Linked DNA regions of Mus musculus: all the other regions are linked to region 3. Evidence: chromatin contacts called from public HiChIP or PLAC-seq and promoter capture Hi-C data. All regions are on one chromosome and are shown on one strand. The core of a region is the stretch at or near the end of the contact, and the rest is flanking DNA. Distances in the headings are between cores, read along the strand shown.

Evidence for each region. Promoter capture Hi-C pulls out the DNA fragments that hold promoters and counts their contacts. HiChIP or PLAC-seq counts read pairs in DNA pulled down with a chosen protein or histone mark.
Region 1: a contact with region 3 is called in an H3K27ac HiChIP or PLAC-seq map of the NIH/3T3 cell line, with 17 times the contacts expected there. The contact joins the enhancer-like site here to the promoter of A330001L22Rik in region 3. A contact is called at or near these places in 8 of 39 promoter capture datasets (the 3T3-L1 cell line, the SN4741 cell line, cranial neural crest and 3 more), 7 of 115 datasets of contacts at active chromatin or transcription factors (the NIH/3T3 cell line, astrocytes, embryonic hindbrain and 4 more) and 1 of 9 other capture datasets (embryonic tail).
Region 2: a contact with region 3 is called in a promoter capture Hi-C map of maxillary cranial neural crest, with 16 times the contacts expected there. The contact joins the enhancer-like site here to the promoter of A330001L22Rik in region 3. A contact is called at or near these places in 6 of 39 promoter capture datasets (the 3T3-L1 cell line, the C10 cell line, cranial neural crest and 3 more) and 5 of 115 datasets of contacts at active chromatin or transcription factors (astrocytes, embryonic forebrain, embryonic stem cells and 2 more).
Region 4: an H3K4me3 HiChIP or PLAC-seq map of embryonic limb bud shows a contact between it and region 3, with 9 times the contacts expected there. The contact joins the enhancer-like site here to the promoter of A330001L22Rik in region 3. A contact is called at or near these places in 2 of 39 promoter capture datasets (cranial neural crest and hippocampal neurons), 6 of 115 datasets of contacts at active chromatin or transcription factors (the NIH/3T3 cell line, embryonic forebrain, embryonic hindbrain and 3 more) and 1 of 9 other capture datasets (embryonic trunk).

The regions. Positions count from the first base shown.
Region 1 is chr14:23,113,692-23,116,518 of GRCm38.p6, forward strand. No RefSeq gene overlaps it. Among named protein-coding and RNA genes, the nearest start is that of Gm10248, 21 kb to the left of the region's middle. Within about 2 kb of position 1,395, at least 52 of the 459 cell types and tissues checked have an H3K27ac peak or open chromatin away from gene starts, as enhancers often do. A contact at or near this core is called in the NIH/3T3 cell line, the SN4741 cell line and fibro-adipogenic progenitors, where this site is marked.
Region 2 is chr14:23,484,408-23,487,176 of GRCm38.p6, forward strand. The region is part of intron 14 of Kcnma1 (potassium large conductance calcium-activated channel, subfamily M, alpha member 1); the gene reads right to left. Among named protein-coding and RNA genes, the nearest start is that of 5430425E15Rik, 25 kb to the right of the region's middle. Within about 2 kb of position 1,379, at least 3 of the 459 cell types and tissues checked have an H3K27ac peak or open chromatin away from gene starts, as enhancers often do.
Region 3 is chr14:21,987,803-21,990,824 of GRCm38.p6, forward strand. A330001L22Rik (a long non-coding RNA gene) reads left to right here and starts at 1,673. Exons shown (of 2, transcript XR_001781181.2): 1 at 1,673-3,022. It overlaps Zfp503 (zinc finger protein 503), which reads right to left and starts at 1,799. Exons shown (of 3, transcript NM_145459.3): 1 at 1,223-1,799; 2 at 1-482.
Region 4 is chr14:22,994,409-22,997,298 of GRCm38.p6, forward strand. All of the region lies in intron 6 of Lrmda (leucine rich melanocyte differentiation associated), which reads left to right. Among named protein-coding and RNA genes, the nearest start is that of Gm30783, 63 kb to the left of the region's middle. Within about 2 kb of position 1,298, at least 5 of the 459 cell types and tissues checked have an H3K27ac peak or open chromatin away from gene starts, as enhancers often do. A contact at or near this core is called in embryonic limb bud, where this site is marked.

The DNA of each region.
Region 1 (2,827 bases), core at 145-2,644, 1.1 Mb after region 3:
TCACAACTCCTTTTCCAAATATGTTCAACCCATGGTTCATTACATCCATAGATTTAGAAAACCAACTCTAAAAGCAGTATTAAAAGAAAATAATGAAGTAATTATCATTCCAAACTTCCTTTGTTTGTTTGTTTGTTTGTTTAGATGTGGTCTCTGGAAAACTTGGACTTTTCCCCTAGAACAAGCATTTGGCAAATGAGCAAGCGAAGAAAGACTGCATTTATTTCTCATATGTGGAAGGTGTGTGTGTGTGTGTGTGTGTGTGTGTGTGTGTGTGCTATTTGAAAGGAGGGGGTGAATCTATTGGGGTGTTGAAGACAGAGTAGTAAGTATGAGCATAGTGTAATGATGTATATGTATGAACATATCATTACCTTGTATGCTAGGAAAGCAAAGTAGTGGAGACATCTAAGGCCTCCATGCATGTTACACTAAACTGTGGTCTTAGATGCCAAAGGAAACTGAGTTAAAATCCAATCTGCTACTTCCTGGTTATAAGCCTGCAGGAGACACAGCATCAGTGCCAGCCTCAGTTTCCTCACCTGAACACAGGATGCAGAAAAACACCATGGTGTTAAAAATATTGAATGGTTACCATATATGCCACGTGCTGAAAGATGACTGATGGGGTGAGCACGGAACCTGTGGCTGCCTCTGCAGCCTGGCAGGTCTAACAAATCAAACCCAGAGAATGCACCTCAGCTGCAAGCCTAGTGGGCCAAATCTCCAAGATCTTTGCATGGTTGTTCCTCTATGCAGCTTGACCCAAGATTTCTTTCAATTAAGTTGATTGGTGCTAGTTGGTATAATTCTGGCATATTCTCCACAGTTGTCTGTTTTCTTATGGTTGACCACTGAGTTGTATTAGCCTGTAGGAACTTGTCTGTAGCCACTTCCTTTTCATACAGCCATGGTCTGTAATGACTTATGTCCCAGACCTGACACTTCTGCACAGCACAGCCAGAGGGAGATCATACAGGCAGATGTAGGTGACAACCGCAAGGCATTATGGGATCCCTCTCAGGTCTTGTTCATTTATAAACACCACCCAAGGAATGTGCTGGCTTTCTCCTTTCTTTCATTCTCCTCTCCTGCCTAGACCCCACCAAAAAATAAATAAAGAACAGAGGCAAGATCTGTTTTGTTTCAACTTTTAAAAGCCTTTGAAGGTGTAAGTATTTGTGAACAATAAAAAAAAAATGCATTTTGTTCTCTTAACTGCTGCTCGGGTGGTGAAGCACTTCCCCCTCAACTCCTCATAGAGAGGGACAGGGTGCCAGTGTGCCTTATGGAGGACTCTGGCCCTTTCGTACCCTGCCAGGAGGGCCCTCTGATTGGGCTCAGCTAAAGTACAAAGTCCGCTGTAGAGCTTGCAATAAACAAAGGCAATGAGTCACAGCAACAGCACCAGCACTGGCAAAGGAAGTCTTCACTGTCTGGCCCCTCCCTTGCTGGAGTGTGGGTGGGGACCAGGGAAAGGAACCCACAGAGGAAGACTTCTTGTCTATAATGGATCCCAGATGCCAAGGGCTGAGCTCTGATATTCTCCAGTCCTGAAGCACCTAGGCTTTGATTTTGATTTTATTTTGTATGGGTCGAAGGACAGAATCCGTATGCATGGGCCTCAGATCTCAAGCTGACAGTTTGACATTAAATAAAGCATTAAACCCAAATGTTAATTTTTCCCCAGTGTGCCTGCGTGTGGTCTTACCTCCCTCTCTGCCCTATGGCTCTCAACTCCCTCTTCTAAGGCTTCTTTATCTACCACTTTTTAAGGTTACAAAGAGGTTGATGCTCTTGGCTATGCATTCCTCAACCCAAGGATGAGAAGGCAGGGCTGACAGTATTTCTATAGTGTTCCTCCCTGTGGATGAAATAAAGCTTGAAATATGTTGGATTTTAGTCCCAACCTCAATTGTCATCATTTCTGGTCCAATCTAATAGTGGATAGCATGAAAATCTAATCTGTGCTTTAGAGAAACAATATACTGACTCTTTCTCTTTCTCTTGCTATATAGAGAAAAGCAAAGCAAAGATGTTTTTGTTTTTGTTTTTACTTACAGGTAAAACTATTTCGCTGTATACTAAAAATGTATAACTTCTAGGATCTAGGGCTGCCCTGGTTTGCTTGTTATACTAGACTGTCAAGTCTCCACTCATTTCATTTATCAGTGGCTAAAGGCAAGGACTCTGAAAGAAGGCCAGTTTGAACCATTGTGGTTAGCAAAGCCCTTCCAATCCACCTTATAGATGGGAGATCCATGAGGATTCTGATGAAGCACAGACCCACAATATTCTCCTTTTGATCTGACGGACACTGGATCTCCATCAAGACAAGGGGGCTTTGCAGGAACGCAGAAGCCAAGCTGACTTCCAGATGGGAGGGAAATGCAAGTGCCACCTGGGAATGCTGATGGTCTGGTTTGGTCATTAAGAAACCCTCTGCTAACAGAAAGCTTCCATCTGAGCCGTTAAGAATTTACTAGTTTTGTCTCTCAACCCCTACTGCGGGAGACCCCTGAACCTTTATTTTTCTCCCAAGGCTGTCCTGGGTTTTCTTCTTTAACATTGGCCCTGATTTATGCTATGTCCACATTTCCCTGGATAGTACCATCTTTTGAGTTATACATCATCAGAGTGACTCATTCTGATGATGTATGGCCCCAATACATCATCAGAGCTCCTTGCTCTGCCGTTGCACTAATGATATGTTAGTGTAATACATCAGCGGGCTGAGCTGCAGCTGTGATGGATGGAGCTGAGGGTGATGGGAGTCCACGGAGAGGAGGCTGAGGAGCAGGTTACGGGTAGGCACAGGAGAGAAATT
Region 2 (2,769 bases), core at 129-2,628, 1.5 Mb after region 3:
CTATTTAATCTTCCTTTCACCTCACCCTCTAAAAAAGCATATTACCAAACTCCTTCTGTATTTGGTTAAAGCACTTGACTTAAGCAGAAAATCATTTGATATGAGAAGGTGTCATAATCTCAGAAAACATACATTCCTGGGTCATTTTCACACTAAGGATCACATAGAAAAGGGGGAAGAACAGGAGTTTCCTACCTTATTTTGAAGTTGTATTTATGTGTGTATGTGTGTGGGTGCATGCATGCCAGCCTGTACATACACATCCAAGTGTAGTGCCCACAGAGGGTATCTGATACCCTGATACTGGAGGTACAGACAAGTTCTGAGCTGCCTCATATAGGTGCTAGAAACTGAATCCACGTCCTCTGTAAGAGCAGCATGTTCTCTTAAATGCTATACTGTCTCTCTGGCTTGGAAAACTATTTCAGTTTTTATACTGCAATACTTTGACCAAGTTGATAGAAAATCTAGGGTACTACCTTTGCAAAGATTACAAAGTAGGTTCTGTTTTTAGAAGCTATTGATATCAATGTATATGAAAGTTTGAAGTGTTTGAAGTTGAGAAAGCAGTATATACCAGTAGATAGAGCCATGAGCTAGCATCGTGTGGTAAACTGGCTCTACCAATCCCCAACCACCTGGACAGGCCAAAATAAGAATCTTTAGTAACTTCTTGCTCTCAAAGAATGACAGATGCCATTCATTTTGTTTTGGTCAGAGATCGTAGCTTCTTTGCCCTTATGAAAATTTCCAGGTGCATTAAAAAAAGCATACTTATTCTCTGGTCAAATAAAAATTAATTTCAATAAAAATGTTTGCCTTGCCTAGAGGGATGGCTTGCTCAGAGTTTAAAAGCACTCGATGCTCTTGCAAAGGGCCATTTCTAGCACCCATATTGGGAAGTTCACAACTACTTGTAAGGCCAACTCCAGGAGATCTAATACCCTCCTTTGTCTAACTAGCCTCTGCAGGCACTGTATGCATGTAGTTAAAAACACAGACCATCAGATGCACACACAAACATATTTAAAAACCAAAAAAGAAAGAAAATAGATAATTAAAGAAAAAAATGTAAAACTTACAACCCCAAAAGGGCTATGAAAACTGAGCGGATTCACATAATCTAAAGTCCAAGACAAAATACCCATCATATTGATTCAATGGCAACTCCTGGGTCTGTACTCCTGCAAGCAGAGTAGTTGCCGGAAAGTTTGAAACTCTTCCTCACTGCTTTGCATGGTATGGCTGTACTACTAAGCAGCAGAGTTAAGTGAATCTGAAGTTATATTCTGTGTTTCTTGCTTGAATTATTACAGTGATGTGGAAGGAGGAGGAGGAGAAAGAACAGGAAGAGGAGGAGAGGAGGAGGCAGCTGGAAGAACATGGAAGCCAGGTGAAGCCTGTGGTGTCTAGGTGCACATAGGAACATATGCAATCTGTTAATAGTTTCTGAAAAGGCCCAGTTTAATATCAACAGGCTTGATCAAGGAGACAGTCTTCATTTCATATCAGTGACAACATCCTGGCAGATGATAGGGGCCAGAGAGAGCCACAGTTTCTCCTGGGTTGTCACATTAAGTCTTGACTGTTGTGGCTTTTGTGGCTCCACACTCTCTGAGCATGGACTCAGTGTGTGTTATGTAATCTTTCTGCCCTGCCTTCCCCTTTGTTCCGTCGATGCCAAGAGCTAAATAAAAGAATCCATATGCGATTACAGCTATAAAACCAAAAGGAAAATATTAGATGAAAATATAACATTTTGGGGTTTCTAAGTTTGTTTTACCTTTAATGCTAGGCAGACAGTTTACACAAATCATTTTGCTGCAAAGTAAAGAGTAATGAGTTAAATGTGTTCCCTGTCACCATCAATCATGTAGGTTTGCCTTTGACTGACCGAGCACATAAGACACATGAAATAACTTTCTAATCGTGTTAGAGGGAGGGGGTAGAGGAAGATGGAGAGCGAGCTGAATCTTCTTGATTTTATTCAGAAGTTCCAGTGACATTTTCTGGCAATCTTCTTACATGCTGCACGGCCTTCTCTTTGCTAATAATGTTTGCCTTGAGAATTTGTAAAGGTCTGAGAACTCTTTAATTCAATGTTCTAGAAATTACCAAGGCCATAGGGGAATGGAATCCCTGTTAATAGCTCATGGCTTCCTTCTCTCTTTACTTGAAATAGTTTGCATGGAAGCTATTCAACTTTAAGTTGGGTATGAGAGATCGTGGGCAGAGATGGTGATGCTGGAGGGGGCAACATCTTGTGGCGAGGCCTCTGATCTAGAGAGACTAAAGTAGGAAGGAAAAGAAAAAAGGATACATGATGGTGTTGGCCCAAATGGGATACTGAGATTTAGTAAATGTACTGCAATTTCAGGGTGTTTATTTTGATTTGTGAATTTAAACAACACAGTGACTATATTTTCTGGCAGTCAAGATGGTTTCTAACCAAATCTAAGCAGCTTCTTTGCAAGCCTTGCCAAGATTAGAAAGCTTTGCATCTCAAGCTTCTACGCTGAGAGGAAGCTCTTTAATTGGGCCAATGAACCACATACAGTAGCAGAGGAAGACATTTCAGAACCCAAATCATACCAAATTGTAAGTCCCTGTTAGTCTGGGCCCCACACCCAGCTATCTAAAACACAGACTGGCTAGGCTAAGCTGAAATCCATTCATTCATTCATTCATTCATTCATTCATCCATCCATACATCCATACATTCATACATCAATGCATTCAAGATGTATTTACAAAGGTCCCTGCAAGTAG
Region 3 (3,022 bases), core at 423-2,922:
GCTGCGCTCTCCCGGCCCCGAGCCGGCGCTGCGCTCTGCGATGTGTGTCGCTGCTTGTCCAGCCCGGGCTCTGGCGAGGAAACTCACTTCAAAAGCAGCTGCACCGAGGGGGAGATTAAAGCCTTTGCCGCCTTCCAATCAAATGGGAGCCCGAGGTGATTGGAGGGTCAAGGGGATGTGACGCGTCCCGCGCCGCCGCCACCGCCAGGAATCTCAGAGCTGGTTTTAATGGGCAGCTCCCTCTTCGCCGCCCCTCGGCTTGTCCCCTCCCTCGATTTCGCTACCCGGACGAGATGGACATTTATTCTACGTTTGTCATCTACCGCCTTCCTTCTTTTTTCTCTTCGTCGTTCTTCGTTTTCCCAGCAGGAAAACAAACTGAAACCTTTGGAGGGAGGGAGTGTTAACAGACTTCGGGAGAAGAAACGCAGGCGGTAATGTGGATACCTGCTGAACAGTCAACTCCAGGGATGAGTGGGAGCCTGTATACAAAAAAAATCTTTTCAGAAATTAAGATTTTGCGTGGCGCGGCCACCCGGGTAAGGAAAGTCGATGCTGCAGAAAGTCTGCCCGCCCGCTTGGATTTCCAGAGGTTCAGCAGCAGAGAAACCAGAAGCTAGAAGGGCAACGGAGGCGGTGGCTGCTCGTCCTCGCGACGTGCGCCGGGCTCTCCGCCCTTCCCGGTCACGTGACACCGAAGGACGCTCAGATTGGGGCTTGAGCGGGGGGTCACATGTTTCCCCTGTTTCACACTTCAGCCCCCCCCCCATTCTTGCTTTCGTCTTGCTACTCTCCCCCCCCCCCGCACCCCCTGTTTCTCTGGGCATCTCCACCCCTCCATCAATTGTCAATGTGCCTCGACCGCAATCAATCAGTTATTTGTCAGCTCTTGTCAATCTGCCCGTGATTTATGTCAGCTTTTGTTGCTGATTACAAGGCGGGTGAGACTTGAAGGGAAAAAGAGAGACCTAGAGTGAGACAGAGGAAGGAAGAGACCGAGAAGAAACTGAAGGAGGGGGAAAGAGCAGCAGCCTCCTGGCACCTGTGTGTGTGTTTGTGTGTGTGGAGGGTGTGTAAGAAAAAGAAAGAGGGGAAAGGGGCGTCCACAGTCAGGAAAATGAAATAGTGAGAGTAAAGTGCGCAGGTGCACCCAGGACTCCTAGTCTGGAGCACCGGCCTGGGATGTGCTCACTCCCTCTTGGGGTTGTGGAGACAGACACACCTTCTACCTTTGGGTGCTTCGGTCAATCCGGGTCGCCCAGTTCGGGTCTGCTGAGTACCTAAGAACGACGCTGGAGGCGACGTCTAACGCGGAGGTTTCCCGCCTCTCTGGCATAATCCCTCCCGGGAATGTAACTTGAGGATGTCCAGTTGTCGACCTCGGTAGTGTTCCCACCCCAGACTCGGGAATTTCTTTCCAAAGAGCCATGCCATCAAATATAGCCCGAGTTCTGGAGGTTACTTGTAGAATAAACCTCCTTAATTCTGTGACCCGTGTTCGTAGCGAGAGTTGAATAGCTCAAGAGAAGAGGCCTGACCATGTGCATAGGCAAACAGGTCTCAGGCTCGCTCTCCTCCTCTCCCGGGTCCTTCGCCACTACCCTCCGCTGGCCATCCCGACAGTCCTGGGAGCCGGGACTTAATCGGGCTGCTGGACGGCATGATGTAGACCATCCAGACAGGACTGACCTATGCGGGGAGAGGAGAGGGAAGGAACGCGAGAGGGAGGGGCGGCTGCCTGTGGAAACCGGTTCTTCCAGGGAAGCGGAGCGGGACTTCGGCGTTCCCCTCGATTTGCGCCGTCGCTCGGGCTGTTTGGAAAGAAGAGGGGAGGCGCTGTGCATGCTGACTTGTACCTGGATCTGGGTGCACAGTGCGTATGCACTCCTGTGCCGCTGGGCGACTTCCATAACGTCCGCTCCGGGGTTACTCCCAGAAACTCGTAGAAAGTAGAAGGGGGTGAGAAGAGGACACACCCCCTTGCTCGGAGGGACTTGGGAGACTTTGAATTTCCCCTCCCCCCACTTTTCCGCAGAGCTCTTCTTTTGTTGTCAAGTCCTTTTGATAAATGGTGGGGCTGGGAGAGCTGGGAGCCAGGAGCCGATCTGCGCCCTGCGCAGGGGCGGGGGCCCAGCCTGGAGACCGGGTTCGGACCACCGCGCACCCTGAGCTGAACCGGGCACGCTCAGGGGACTTTTCCTTCTGTTTGCCAGCCTATTTCTTTCCTACCATCCCAGTCCCCCTTCCCTTCTGTTTCTGTCCACGCGGATAACGAGAACTTTCTGGGGTGGGGGTGAGTTATATAATTTTCTCGTAAGTATTCTTTCACAGAGTTTTGATTTTATTCCTTGATTCCTTAGGTTGGCAAAGTTAATGGGATGGTAACTCGATTAATGGTAATTTGGAAAGAAGAGCGGCTGGGGCTGGTGTGTGTGTGTGTGTGTGTGTGTGTGTGTGTGTGTGTGTTAAGAACATTGGCTGTTTGTGATCCTCCTGCGACAATTGAGAAAGGTAAATTTGTGAGACTATGGCAAGATCACAGGCACCTTTGTGAAGGTGCCTGAATGATCTCTGGAGTAAGAAGTCCAGCTTACGTTTTGGCAGAATGGCAACCCCAAACTCTGCCGGGTAAGGTCTCTGAAGCTGCTTGCAGCCTGCGGGGTGTTAGTGCCTGCCGGTGTCTCCCACTGTATGGCTCTAAAGGTGTCACCCTCTGGTCAGCTCCTGTGGTCCTAGCATAGGAAGCTAGGCCTTGGGCCACCTGCCATATTGGCCTCTTTCATAGGCCTGGAGAGTGAGAGTTGACGCTGTGGACAGAACTGAGGAGAGCAGGAGCAAGCGCGGGCCTAGGGTGTCCTCTTCGCTCCGGGGGTTCAGTTTCTAGGCTCAGTTTGTCTCTTTTCCTCCAATTCCAGTAGTTTTCTCATTGCGCTGGGCAGTTCAAGGGAGGCCACCCCAGCTCTTCAAGACTGGTAGAATCGTGGAATGGCTCTCGTCCCACGTAGATTACATGCGCTCACCG
Region 4 (2,890 bases), core at 48-2,547, 1.0 Mb after region 3:
ATCTGGAAGTGAGAGCATACTGAAACGGGGAAGGCAGAGAGAGTAGAAAGGCTTTGATATTGTAATAGTGTCTTCTCATGCTGTCCTAAAACGACATCTATACTACTGTTGAATTAGATGCCAGTGTTGGGGTGCTGTGTGGGTTTCTGGTTACATAACAAATTTGTTATGAACAAATTAATATGAGACTTACTGTTTTGAAAGAAAATAAATAAACATTTAATGAGAATTATGTTGGTGGCCTTAAAATGTCTTTTCTATCACCTGCCTCCTTGATACCCTCTTTATCAGGAAATGCCCGTTCATGGCCCTTGTTTGTTTCTTTGTTTGTTACTTTTAGAATATCACTTACTTTTCTTCCTATATGTTTCTCAAATTTTTTAAAGCAATAGGACTGAAGCAGTTCTGGCTCACAGTGTGAGTTTTCCCCATCCACTTAGGACTAGAAGACCAGTATTCATGACACACTGAATACTGTGTCATGACCTGCCTTCATATTGCAAAATATGGAGGAGAGGAAGTTGATCTCCAACTTATGCCATTGTTTCCATGTGAGCACCTTCAAAACTGATGTGAAAAATTCTTTCCTTCTTAACTTAATTCCTGTCTCCCTGTATCACGTTTTCTAATATACACACACTGCAGATCCCAGGGTAGCACCGCTGACCCCATCGAGGTGGCAATAGGAGGTGCTAATCTGTATTATTGTCTTTTTACCTTGTCTGTATTTTGTAGAAGAGACAAACAAACCAACATACTTTCATCTTGAACTGGCCCCACATAGGATGTCTATTCTTGGACGTAAGTTTCCATGCTTTCTTAATGAAAACCATGCAGGGAAGTAGAGGCAGCTCTCAGGCTGACACCGCATTTGAGTTAAAATCTGGCATCTTGACATCATTGACAAGTCTGACAGCTGGAGCAGCAATCACCTCATCACATCTCAGCCGTGGCTCTCCTGGGTTTTGGCATCCCTCCTGCCTAAATTTTTATCAGATGAGCACTTTTGCTTGGCAAGTCTTTTAAATACCTTCAACTTGTTTTATCTCTGCACTGTAGCCCTTTGGCCTTCATGTCATTTCTCACGTGTATGACTAGAGGGCATTCAGAACAAATTATTTAAGAATGCAGTTTCAGAGAGCCACCTTTCCCCCTTCTCCCATTTCCTTCCTCTCCCAAAACACCCCAGTTTTTCTCCCGGGGGGACCTGCATGGGCATTTATGCATTTCCTAGAATCTGCTTAAAGGTCTTGTAAGTCAGAACCACTGTTGTGAACTTGGGGTGTGACTCCCCAGGAATAACTCGGCCTGGGCTCAGCCTTCAGCACTGTTTTCTTTGGCTTTGCTTCATTCACAATAATCAAGGCCATGGGGTTGCAACCAGCATCAGCAAACGTCAAAGGCGGCTCATAAATTCCAGTCAAATACAGTGTTCAGGGGCTCCTTACATGAGTGGCAGCTCTAGGTCCTCTGAGACTCTGCTGTGATCTCAGCAATGGTGGGGTTTCTTCAACTTCAGCCTTCAGTTCAGCTGAAAAATTAAACGTGCCGACAGAGTAGACCTCAAGAGTCAAGTGACAGAACACAAGCCAGGTTCAGGTGCCACCTGTGGTAAGACTCCCCTGCCTGGCACATGGAGCCTTTTAGAGTTTGCTTTCAGTTGTCCTCTGCTTTTGTCAGCTGGCCAAGGATTTACCCCTCCACACCTGTAAAACTTCTTCATGTGCTCAAGGTTGAAGAAAGATGTATGTTAGTAACGTAAATCTTTGCAAAGTAAAATTAATAATAACACTGGTTACAATACTTTCTTAAATAGAAGGATAAAACAACAGCAACAACAAGAACAACAATCCTGTAAGAGTTTTAATGGGGAAATAAGTGGATATCTTTTTCTTCCTGGGTCAGAGTTTATCCTTGTTTAATTAATTAATTAATTAATTAATTTGTTGCTGTTGTTGTTTTCTTCATCAGAACCTGTAGCAAAAAATGGCCCTCTTCTAACTCTTGGCCTTTCTTCGGTTAGGGATTAGGGAGACTGGTTCTCCAGTGAGTAGAAAAATAGTGAGCTATTAACTAAGTTGTTCCCTACACGCAGCCAATTGGATGGCTCTGAAATAGTTGTTGAAAGGCTGTGTGCTCCAATGGGGAGAGTAAGAAGCAGCATTAGCATATGCATGGAGCATCATGTCCTCATCTTTCTCACAGATGACTGGAAGATGCCATTAACAGCCCACCAAGCATCACTCTTCCATTTCTCTTTGTAGAAAAAGGTTTGTTGAGAAGTAACTTTTGTCCAAGTAAATTCACTCATTGAGAGTGAAACAGCTCAGTAGCAGACAGAATGTTTAACAGAGCTGTAAAAGTGTCAGGATTTTCTCATCTTTGAACATTTTTAACACCACAGCCCATAAGAAAGCCCATTTCCATGAGCCTCTCCATGTACCTCAATCCCCAGTGTATCAACTGCTCACATCTTCATTGTCTGTTTTAAATAGCTCACATAAATGGCAGCATTCAATGTGGTCTCAGATGACTGGCATCTTTTACTCAGTGCGACATTCTCAACATCCATCCATGTTACAGTGTATGAATGACTGTCCCATTTATTCTTAGAGATGAGCAGTCCACTGCATGGATATGATGCCTCTTATACATTCATCCATCACTAGACAGAGCCGTTACGTTTCTGCATGTTTTTCTAAGTGCCGAACACTCTACTTTTGTTTTAGACATTTCAGTTTGAATTAATCTAAAAGTGCTGATATATGAGAACAAAGCAATCTAGTATGTCTTCCTCCCAGATTCCCTAGATATCAACATCTTGTTCAAACACACATCAAACTTGATACAGTAATATTATTTCATTTAAGATCCTGAATTTTCTCCCTTT